Linked DNA regions of Mus musculus: all the other regions are linked to region 1. A link is a contact called in public HiChIP or PLAC-seq and promoter capture Hi-C data. All regions are on one chromosome and are shown on one strand. The core of a region is the stretch at or near the end of the contact, and the rest is flanking DNA. Distances in the headings are between cores, read along the strand shown.

Region 1 (2,971 bases), core at 217-2,716:
AACAGCATTTACAAATGTCTTGAAAATCATACTAAAAGAAATGCAGGGACAAAATGGAACAGAGTCTGAAGGAAAAACCAACCAGTGACAGGCTCAACTTGGGATCTGTCCCATGGACAGGCACCAAACCCTGACACTATTACTGATGCTATGCTGTGCTCACAGACAGGAGTCTGCTATGGCTGTCCTCAGAGAGGCTCTACCAGCAGCTGATTGAGACAGCTGCAGATCCTTACAGCCAACCATTGGAATGAGGTCAATGACCCCTATGGAAGAGTTAGGGGAAGGACTGAAGGAACTGAAGGGATGGCAACCCCACAGGAAGAACAACAGACTCACTAACACAGACCCCTGAGAGCTCCCAGAGACTAAGCCATCAACCAAAGAGCATGCATAGGCTGGTCTGAGGCCCCCAGCACATATGTAGCAGAAGGCTGCCTTTTCCAACCTCAGTGGGAGAGGGTACACCTAATCCTATAGAGACTTGATGCCCCAGGTAGGGGAGATGGGTCAACGGGTCAGAGCCACACAGACTATTGACCAACTCACACTCCACATAATCTTTTCTAGGTCAATTTTATATCTATGTTCATTATAAACTTGGAGCACAGACGATGTTTCAGAAAGTGAAACTGCTCCTATAGAAATAATAGGAATGTATTATTTCTCATAGTTCATTTACCCAAACCCAAAGCGGCTCATGATACGAGGGAAATGCCTTTCTATGTGTACCGATTCATGAGCCATTGTCTGGAGTGTTGTAACTATGGGAGTTTGTACATGTGCAAGGGCAGAGGGCACATAAGATATCTGTGTGCTTCTGATTTTGTTGTGCACCTAAAATTTCTCTAAAAAAAAAACAATAAGTTCTTTATTTTTGTTATTTCTAAATGTGTTGGGTGTCTGATGGCAGAGCATTGTGCAAGCACTCACTTGAGTGGACTCTGGTGAGGGTGGAGGTCAGAGAGGGGTCTGTCCTTCCCTTCTATACTGAGGAAGTATCTTGTCCACCCCTACATTCCCCCTGACAAACCATCCCACTCCCCTTCTGGGAATCCTCTCGTCTCTGGTCCCATCTCCCAGGAGGTGCTCCTGTCACATATGTGGCTTTTAGGTAGGTCCTGAGTATCGGAACTCCAGTCTTTAAGTGTAGGGGGCAAGTACTTTATCCACTGAACCGTCTTCCCTGTCCAAACACGAATGAAATCTTAGAAGAAAAGGACACAAAAAGCAACTGTTATAAAGGGAGGAAATGTTCTGAGAAGGAATCACGGAGTTTGGGTGGCGGTTTGAAGGGAAGACTTAAGAGAGAGAACAAATTTTGCACTGAAAGGAGCTGGAGCAGGGCAAGTGTTCATGAAAGTGTTATGCCAGAGGTGTTTAAATGTTGCATTTTCTGAGCATGCGGAGATCGAGAAACTCAACCAAAAGTGGGTTATGAGTCCAGAGAGCTCCCAAAACTCCTGAGTACAAGGCTTCTAACGGAGTTTAGCAGAAATCTGGGTTTCTCCCTTTCACACCATTCCTTCCAACTTCTACTTTCCCGGCGAGCCACGGGGATGTGGCTTTCTATCTGTCCAGCAGCTCAGCTTGCAATGCTTTGGGCGAGATAAAACTTCCTGCCCCTTGTCTGAATCTGCAGGATTGGGGCAGTTGAAGGCAGATGGCTCCCGGCAACCGTCCCTGCAGAGCCTTAAGCACACACTGAAGAGCATGGTACCCGGCCCGGAGGATGGACGGTGGAGCGAGGTTCGGGTGGGCAAAAAAGCCAGACACGGAGTGGCCTCGCTCCGGGGCAACCGGACATAACTGGAATAGAAACCTGGGTGGACTGTGCAGCCAGACAGCGCCGCCCCACCTCCGCTCACGCAGCCTCTGCCGCCCCCTGCCGGCTGCAGCTGGAGTTGCCGAAGCCACGAAGACCCCACTCCACCCCAACCCCAAGCCCAGGGCTGAGCTGAGAGTCCTGACCCCTGTTTCTGATTTACCAAACCCACTTAAACTGCTCCAAGGACCGTGCTTGCTAGCCCATTTACTTAAAAAATGGACTTACAGGTCCTGCTTGGAGTTCGGAAGCAAACCAGAGACTTCCTGCTCAAAGATTTTAATTACTTGAGCACAATGCTGAAGATCTAAATACTTAACAAAATATTTTGATCTCCTAGGCAATATTAACCAGTTACTGGCTCTTCTCACCCACCGGGACAGTGGGAGAAATCAGTGTAAGTATAAATAGTATGAAAGATTTTAAACGAACTCTTTAAAAGCACCCTCTCATACAGACAACATCTTCTGCTACGGGAAGAGTCAAAGACCCGGAAATGACTAGCCATCGCAAAGTATGGTTCTAGATCAGTTTAACCAATCAGCTCTCACAGGTCACTCATGGTCTCCGAAGGAAAAGTAGCCAGAAGGGTAAGTAGAGGAAGATGTATGCCATTTCTTTGAACAAGTAGGTTCCGAACACTTGGAGACAATCCTTTTATAATGTCAAAATATCTCATGTGTTCTCCTTATATGCTAATGAAACAGGATATGGATTCAGTCACGCTTAGATGAATTTAGATAGTGAAAACTCATGCATGAAAATATTCAGGAGAAGCTGTATTCCAGCTATGGAAATTCATAACACAAACATGGCGTGCTGGTTTGAATGAAATACTCCCCCCCCTCCTTGGGCTTATATATTAGAAAGTTAGATACACAGTACTTGGAAGTACTTGGATACACAGTACTTGGAAGTACTTGGATACACAGTACTTGGAAGTACTTGGATACATAGTACTTGGAAGTACTTGGATACATAGTACTTGAAAGAATTCGGAGGTGTGGACTTGTTGGAGGAGGTGTATCACTTGGGGTAGATGGGCTTTGAGGTTTCAAAGGCCCACACCATTCCTAGTTCTCTTTCTCTATCGCATGCTTGTAAATCAGAACACAAGTTCTCAGCTACTGCTCCATGCCTGCTGCC
Region 2 (2,971 bases), core at 343-2,842, 59 kb after region 1:
ACCGCCCTTGCAAGACGTGGCTTGTCAGCGCTACTCATCGAAGTGTAAACCCATCTCTGAAGACCTGGCAGGCAGAAGTACTCTCCCCACCCCAACCCCACCCACGGACTTTGCAGCATCAGTCCATTTGTACACTCGGATCTCTAAGGAAAACAGCATCATCGACGTGAATGACAGCTGCAGCGGGAGCCGGGGAGCGGGCGGTCAGATGCTCCGCCGGGGCTGTCCACTCCGCGGGCACTGAAAACGTCAGGGAAGGTCTCTCTTGGAGCCAACGCGGACTTGACAAAACAGTTGACAATTAGGGCAAAGCACGTACGGCAGAATCATTAGAACCCACAGAAGCCCCGGCCCCAGCGGCGACACCGCGGCGTGGCGATGCCCCCGTGGCTTCGGAAATACCCGCTATCCCTTTAAAAAGTACCCCCCGCAGGCCGGAAGTGACCGCTCGGCGCCACGAGTCGAGCCCCTCGGTGCAGCACGGCCTCGAGCCTCGCGCACGTCCGCGGTCCCGTGGGTTTCCTGCTCTTGCTGCAGTTCTCCGCCGCCAGTCCTCTCCGCGCGGGCAGTTCGGTCACTAAATCTCAGAGACCCGGCGCCTCCCCCAAGCTCCAGCCTACGCCAGGCCTGCTTCCGGGTTCGGCCTGCGCTCCCGGCCCGCTCTAGTGACGCACTTCCGGTGGTGACCAGGCTTGGCTCCGCCCCAAGCTGACACGCGGGCTGATCGGGTTCCCAGCCGTGCACTGTGCTGGGAGGACAGCGAATTCCTGCACCGGGGACCAACTGCTCCGCCACGGCTCGGTCTCTGGGGTTTCTTACCGTCCTGGGCGGAAATGGATAGAATCCGCCAGACCACACGACCCGGGGCCTAACTCTCCAGCCCTGTGACCGCGGCCGTCTGTGTCAAGCTCTCCCTTGGCTCTGCCCAGGGCCCTTGTCGCTTGGCGCTGGGACCTTCAGAAGTTGAAAGGGTTTGCCAGAGGCATCTCAACCACCCTTTCTTAGACTGGCTTTGAAATGGTGTCACCCACCCTCTTGGACTGAATATCTCAGGTCATCTTAGGGTTTCCTCCCGGAATTACTTAGTTTTACACATTCTGGTTCATCCTCTTCTCAAAGGTTGTTTTTTGGATCGAGAAGTTCAGGCAGAAAGCGTTCACTTTCAGTTTTTCCTTGTATCTCTCACGATGCTGTATGACTTGACCTCATAATCTGGTGTCTGGTTAAGTATAAAACTATTCTTTACTTCTCACCCCTCCACAGGGCTGTTTGGATTGTTTCTTTTGTAATAACGTATTATACCGTTTAGAAAACACAGGAAACACAGCTTGGGCGAGTTGGGTGTTTCCTGCTGAAAATTGTGAATATAACGTTTCATGAGAAAAGGAAAAAAAAAAAAGAGCTAATGAGTGGAGCACCCCATCTGAGCTGTGTCCACTTGCCTTGTTCCCTTAAACTAAAACTAATTGCTTCTTGCTAGCACCACCATTGGCTTTTGCAGTCCCCCCAACCCTATTCTGATTTTGTGCTCCTTTCACTGTTTTCTGGCAGTTTTTCTCTGCTTATAAAGATCTTTAAGAAAAAAAGAAAAGAGGAAAAAAAGTTAAAAAAAAAAAGTTTGTTTAAACTCATTCTTTGTATACTCCAAGAAAATTGCAGCTCTTGTTGAAGGCCTTTATCTTTGCACCACTTCCTGTGTTTCTCTGCAATTCATGTGCATTCTTCTGAGGGCTAAGTCAGTTTCTCAACACTTTTACAAACCAAGAATGGATTCCCCCTTGGCCTGGAAGCCATCTCAATAAAATTTTATCATGAAACTATCACTTCTGTCTCCCAGCTTTCTGGAACATTGTCTACCTCAGTGAATACTTGGCTCCAGGCTAAATCTACCCCCAGTAGAGAGATTGGATGTTTGCTTTTTACTTTGAATAGGGAGCAAATTTGTGGGTACTGAAATTGCCTGGTGCATTTAGGATGGCCTCCGTGTAGCTAGTGGTGTCAAGTTCTTTTACTGAAAAACTAGTTCCATTGAGAGTATGTATATAATGGATTCCATCAACTTAGCCTTTGGGCGAGTCACCTCAGCAGATGTCCAGTTACACATATAGCATCCAAGCATAATGCTTATTCAATAGAAAGAGAACTGAAACCTCTCTCAGCAGGCTGATTGGAAAGATACTTGTATTTGTATTTTTCCAGCAATAGTTGAGGCCACACTTAGAGATCTATTGTACAATATAAGATTAAATCAGAGCATTAGATTTCTCTCTAGTTCTTTGAGCCTGCCCTCATGGTTTCTCAAAGACTCTTTAAATGTTTGCCTTACTGAACTTGGATTCTATCACCTGCCCCTCCTCATAGTCTATAAAGTTGAACACTCCCTTTATGCTTTCCAAATCAGTAGTGAGTCTTGGAAAGAAAATACAAAAGTCTCCAGAGCATGGCAAAGCCCACATTGTTATTTGATGTCCAACTGTAGTTGGACAAGTGTATGGCACAGACTGAGAGGCACCAGGGGGAGGAGCTATGGGAAAGGCAATGCTGCCTGGAGTTCATGACTAGAAGAGGGAGAAACTCTTCAGTGCAATTTTGCTTCAGTTGGGAGAGTGTTGGAAGTGTAAAGGTGTGCCTATTCCAGCTGTTGGAGTCAGGGTAGCGTCCTAGGACAGTTTATCCAACGGATCAGCAGGAATAAAGTGAGGGGGGGGAATTATTGGTCTATAGGCAAAAGGATAGCAGTTGAAAAGGTCCAGAGGAATTAAAATGTTCGTGTTCAGGGAACTGCAAATAGGTATCAGAATGGGAGCTGGGGTGATAGGTGCCACTGCCAAGCACACATGAGCAGCCAGTCCCAGATCTGCCTAACTGCAGTGCTACCTGGGTCTCTCTCACGACGTCCACACTCTTTGGTCAAAGTATGTAAAACTACTGAGGTGTGCTAGGCATCCTTGCACCCTCCTGTGCACATAAT
Region 3 (2,971 bases), core at 352-2,851, 36 kb after region 1:
TGCAATGGGAAGGTATTTCCAGTTTGGAGTGATCTGGAAGAGTAATAGACTAGAAATGAGAATACAATAATGAAATTCTAGCCGAGATTAAAATAATCACCGTTACGGTTTTCTTTCAGAAGGATGTAACCACACATATGAGGAGAGTAAGCACAATGGTGCGCTGACAGTATCTTTAGCCCCCAAATGCTTATGATTTTCAAGAAACTCAAAATTAGGGGAGGGGTGACTCACTTCGCGGGTTTCTGTGCCTGTCATACCCAGGTCAATTTCTGAAATTTTAATTTTTTTATTTTTTTATTTTTTATTTTTGGCAGATGTGAATCATCACTATTTTCCTCCACTGCGATAAACAGGAACTACACAAACTTGAAGGTTAGATGGCAACAACATCTGTTGAAATTCTGAGCTGCTTAAATCCAGACCGCCTGCCCCTCCAGAAGGAGTCTAAGTTCATTACACTGCCTCCACCCCTTCATTCGTAGGAAAATTGAATAGATAACAACATCCCACAACATAGCACTAGACACTGCTCCACCTCGCACCTCTGTAGCTGGGGTGTGTCTCCTCAGAGGAATGGCTCTGAGGACTTAAAGAGGCGGAGTCTAACTCCAAAGAACCTCAGCTCCGCCCCCCAGGAAGCGGTAACATTGCTCACACCACAGGGCGACTGAGTCAGAGGGAGACAAGAGCTGTTCTGACTGAGACCTGCTGCTTTCTGACTCTCTGACCTTGCGCTGACTGACCGACACAGACTGGACCTCCACCTCATTTCCCTTAAGTTATCTGTTTTGGAAGGAGAGCGACATTCCTAGTCTAAGGCAAGGGTTTCCAACCTTCCTAATGCTGTAACCCTTTGTTGCCGTTCCTTATGTGGTGACTCCCAACCATAAAATTATTTTTGTTGCTACTTTATAACTTTATTTTTACTGCTGTTGTGAATAGTAATGTAAATACCATCTGATATGCAACCTCTGTGAAAGTGTCGTTCAACCCAAGGGATCGAGACCCACAGGTTGAGAACCACTGCTCTAAGGCACATGTGCACTTGTGGATCCTGTCTCCTTAGCTAACCTCTCGGGGACTCAGGGACTGTCACTGGTCATTGACAGGTGGAGAGCTTCCTCTTCTTTCAGTGAAAAAATGTAAAAACCAGACCCAATTCTTTCCTTTTAGAAATGCTTTCTTTTTCTTCTCCAATGTCTGTTCCCCTGCCCAGGACATTTTCAAACCTGTTTCTCAAATTAAAGACCCCCAAAGCTGACAGAGTGATGCTATGTGTTTCCTACTACCTGCTGTACACTGCCCCTAAAAAGAAGTACAGCCAAAACAAACAAAAACAAGAAGGGGAACTGCGAGAGGGAGTCAGGGCAGGCAAACTGAAAAAGAAGGTTAGAAAGATGAAAGAGAAAAACCAGAGAGAGAGAGAGAGAGAGAGAAACTTTGGACGTAGAAATGTTAACTATAAACGGGTCCACGCTTCATTCAGCCCACCACACACACACACACACACACACACACACACACACACACACCTAGGTCGAGGCCCTAGCAGAAGCACCTGAACGCGCGTGCGCGTGCACAGAGAGAGAGAGAGAGAGAGAGAGAGAGAAAGAGAGAGAGAGAGGGGGGGGAGAGGGAGAGAGAGAGAGAGAGAGGAGAGAGACTGATAAACCCGCCAACCTCAGATAAATTTGACTCTTCAACTTGTAGCCTCCAATCGCAGCAAAAGGACGAAGGTCCTTCGCCACCTGCCAGCAGAAGACGCTGCAAGCGCCCGCGGCGCCGCAGTAGCCTCTCTCCTGCTGCAGTCCCGACAGAGTTTCAGATCCAAATCCATAGGGCTAGCGCTCCTCTTCCCCTCGCCCCGCTCCCCTGCCTTCGACCTCCTCTGGAGGCCCGGAGGAAGGAAGCAGGGCACTTTGCCACTTCTAAGGAAGGGGAGGAGAGGCGGCGACAGAGACTCCCACAGAAGGAGCCCCAAGCCCTGTATCCTTCTCCCCACTCCCCGCCCGCACACCCGCGCAGGTCCGATGCTGGCGAGTGGGCCACTTGCCAAGGTGTCGGTGCTCACTCCGGGTGCCGGGATTCAGGCGGGACTGTGAGACGGAAAGGTTGGGGTTGCAGATGAGGCGGGTGTGGGAGAGGGGCGACCCGGCGGTCTCCACCCCCCGGGCCACTGCAACTCCAAAGCACGCATAGGGACCCCCGTCGTCTTAAAGGCCTTCCCTCCGGGTGCGTTCGCCTCCCGCCCCGCTCCCCGCCTGGACGTCTGCGGAAAAAGAAGATAAAAGAGTACCTGGAGCGAACACCATGACTTCCTTCAGCCGCTACACCCTTGGGTTTCTAGAGGTGGACAGACAGAGGGCGGGAGCCGACGGGGGACCGGGGAACCGCGGGGCCGGGAGCAGACGGGCGCGCAGGGTGCGGGCGGGACGGTCAGCACCTCGGACAGCTCCCTGCGCGCGGTCCCGGGCCGCGGCTCAGCGCTGGGCGCGCGCTGCCTCCACAATGCACCGCTCCGCCGGCGGGAGGAGGAGAGGCAACCCGGCTCAGCTCCTCCTCGGTCCCCGCGCCAGCTTGGCGATTCACCGCCGAAGGAGCAGGGCGCTTCTACCGCTTCCACCGAAGCAGGAAGGACGGAAGGGGAAGCCAGACAGAAAGGTAATTGCCCGGTTTCCCGGCAGGCGCACAACTAATTGCTTCTAACTACCTGCTGTCACTCACCCCCAGGGATGCCGGGCTGACATTTAAGATGAGTTTGTCCCTTTCCCCACATCGCACTAGACTTTACTCCAGAGGCTGAGTTCTTGGAGTGTGGCTGTCTCTGAACAGAGGGAGGAACCACCAAGTTAACCCGTCTTTGCTGTTCACGACTTCTCTGGCTGCCCCAGGCCTCTCAATGTCAGCAAGAGAGCTAAAAGAGAAAAACAGGATGACCTTGCAATGCATGCATGACAAGGGCGCTGCT

The links. Promoter capture Hi-C pulls out the DNA fragments that hold promoters and counts their contacts. HiChIP or PLAC-seq counts read pairs in DNA pulled down with a chosen protein or histone mark.
Region 2: an H3K27ac HiChIP or PLAC-seq map of embryonic stem cells shows a contact between it and region 1, with 9 read pairs. The contact joins the promoter of C030034I22Rik here to the promoter of A730049N16Rik in region 1. A contact is called at or near these places in 5 of 39 promoter capture datasets (the 3T3-L1 cell line, 3T3-L1-derived adipocytes, cranial neural crest and 2 more), 2 of 484 Hi-C or Micro-C datasets (embryonic stem cells and neutrophils) and 5 of 115 datasets of contacts at active chromatin or transcription factors (the 230-238 cell line, the SCID.adh cell line, embryonic stem cells and 1 more).
Region 3: a promoter capture Hi-C map of the SN4741 cell line shows a contact between it and region 1, with 2.7 times the contacts expected there. The contact joins the promoter of A930029G22Rik here to the promoter of A730049N16Rik in region 1. A contact is called at or near these places in 11 of 39 promoter capture datasets (the 3T3-L1 cell line, HPC-7-derived erythroid cells, the SN4741 cell line and 7 more), 2 of 484 Hi-C or Micro-C datasets (the N1E-115 cell line and pancreatic cancer cells), 3 of 115 datasets of contacts at active chromatin or transcription factors (embryonic stem cells and trophoblast stem cells) and 1 of 9 other capture datasets (pancreatic islet).

What each region holds. Positions count from the first base shown.
Region 1 is chr17:69,474,409-69,477,379 of GRCm38.p6, reverse strand. A730049N16Rik (a long non-coding RNA gene) reads left to right here and starts at 1,466. Exons shown (of 2, transcript XR_876920.3): 1 at 1,466-2,415. All of the region lies in intron 1 of Akain1 (A kinase (PRKA) anchor inhibitor 1), which reads right to left.
Region 2 is chr17:69,415,068-69,418,038 of GRCm38.p6, reverse strand. It overlaps C030034I22Rik (RIKEN cDNA C030034I22 gene), which reads right to left and starts at 1,592. Exons shown (of 1, transcript NR_026848.1): 1 at 1-1,592.
Region 3 is chr17:69,438,870-69,441,840 of GRCm38.p6, reverse strand. A930029G22Rik (a long non-coding RNA gene) reads left to right here and starts at 1,601. Exons shown (of 2, transcript XR_003952217.1): 1 at 1,601-2,664. It overlaps Akain1 (A kinase (PRKA) anchor inhibitor 1), which reads right to left and starts at 2,515. Exons shown (of 2, transcript NM_001145192.1): 1 at 2,300-2,515. The coding sequence starts at 2,315.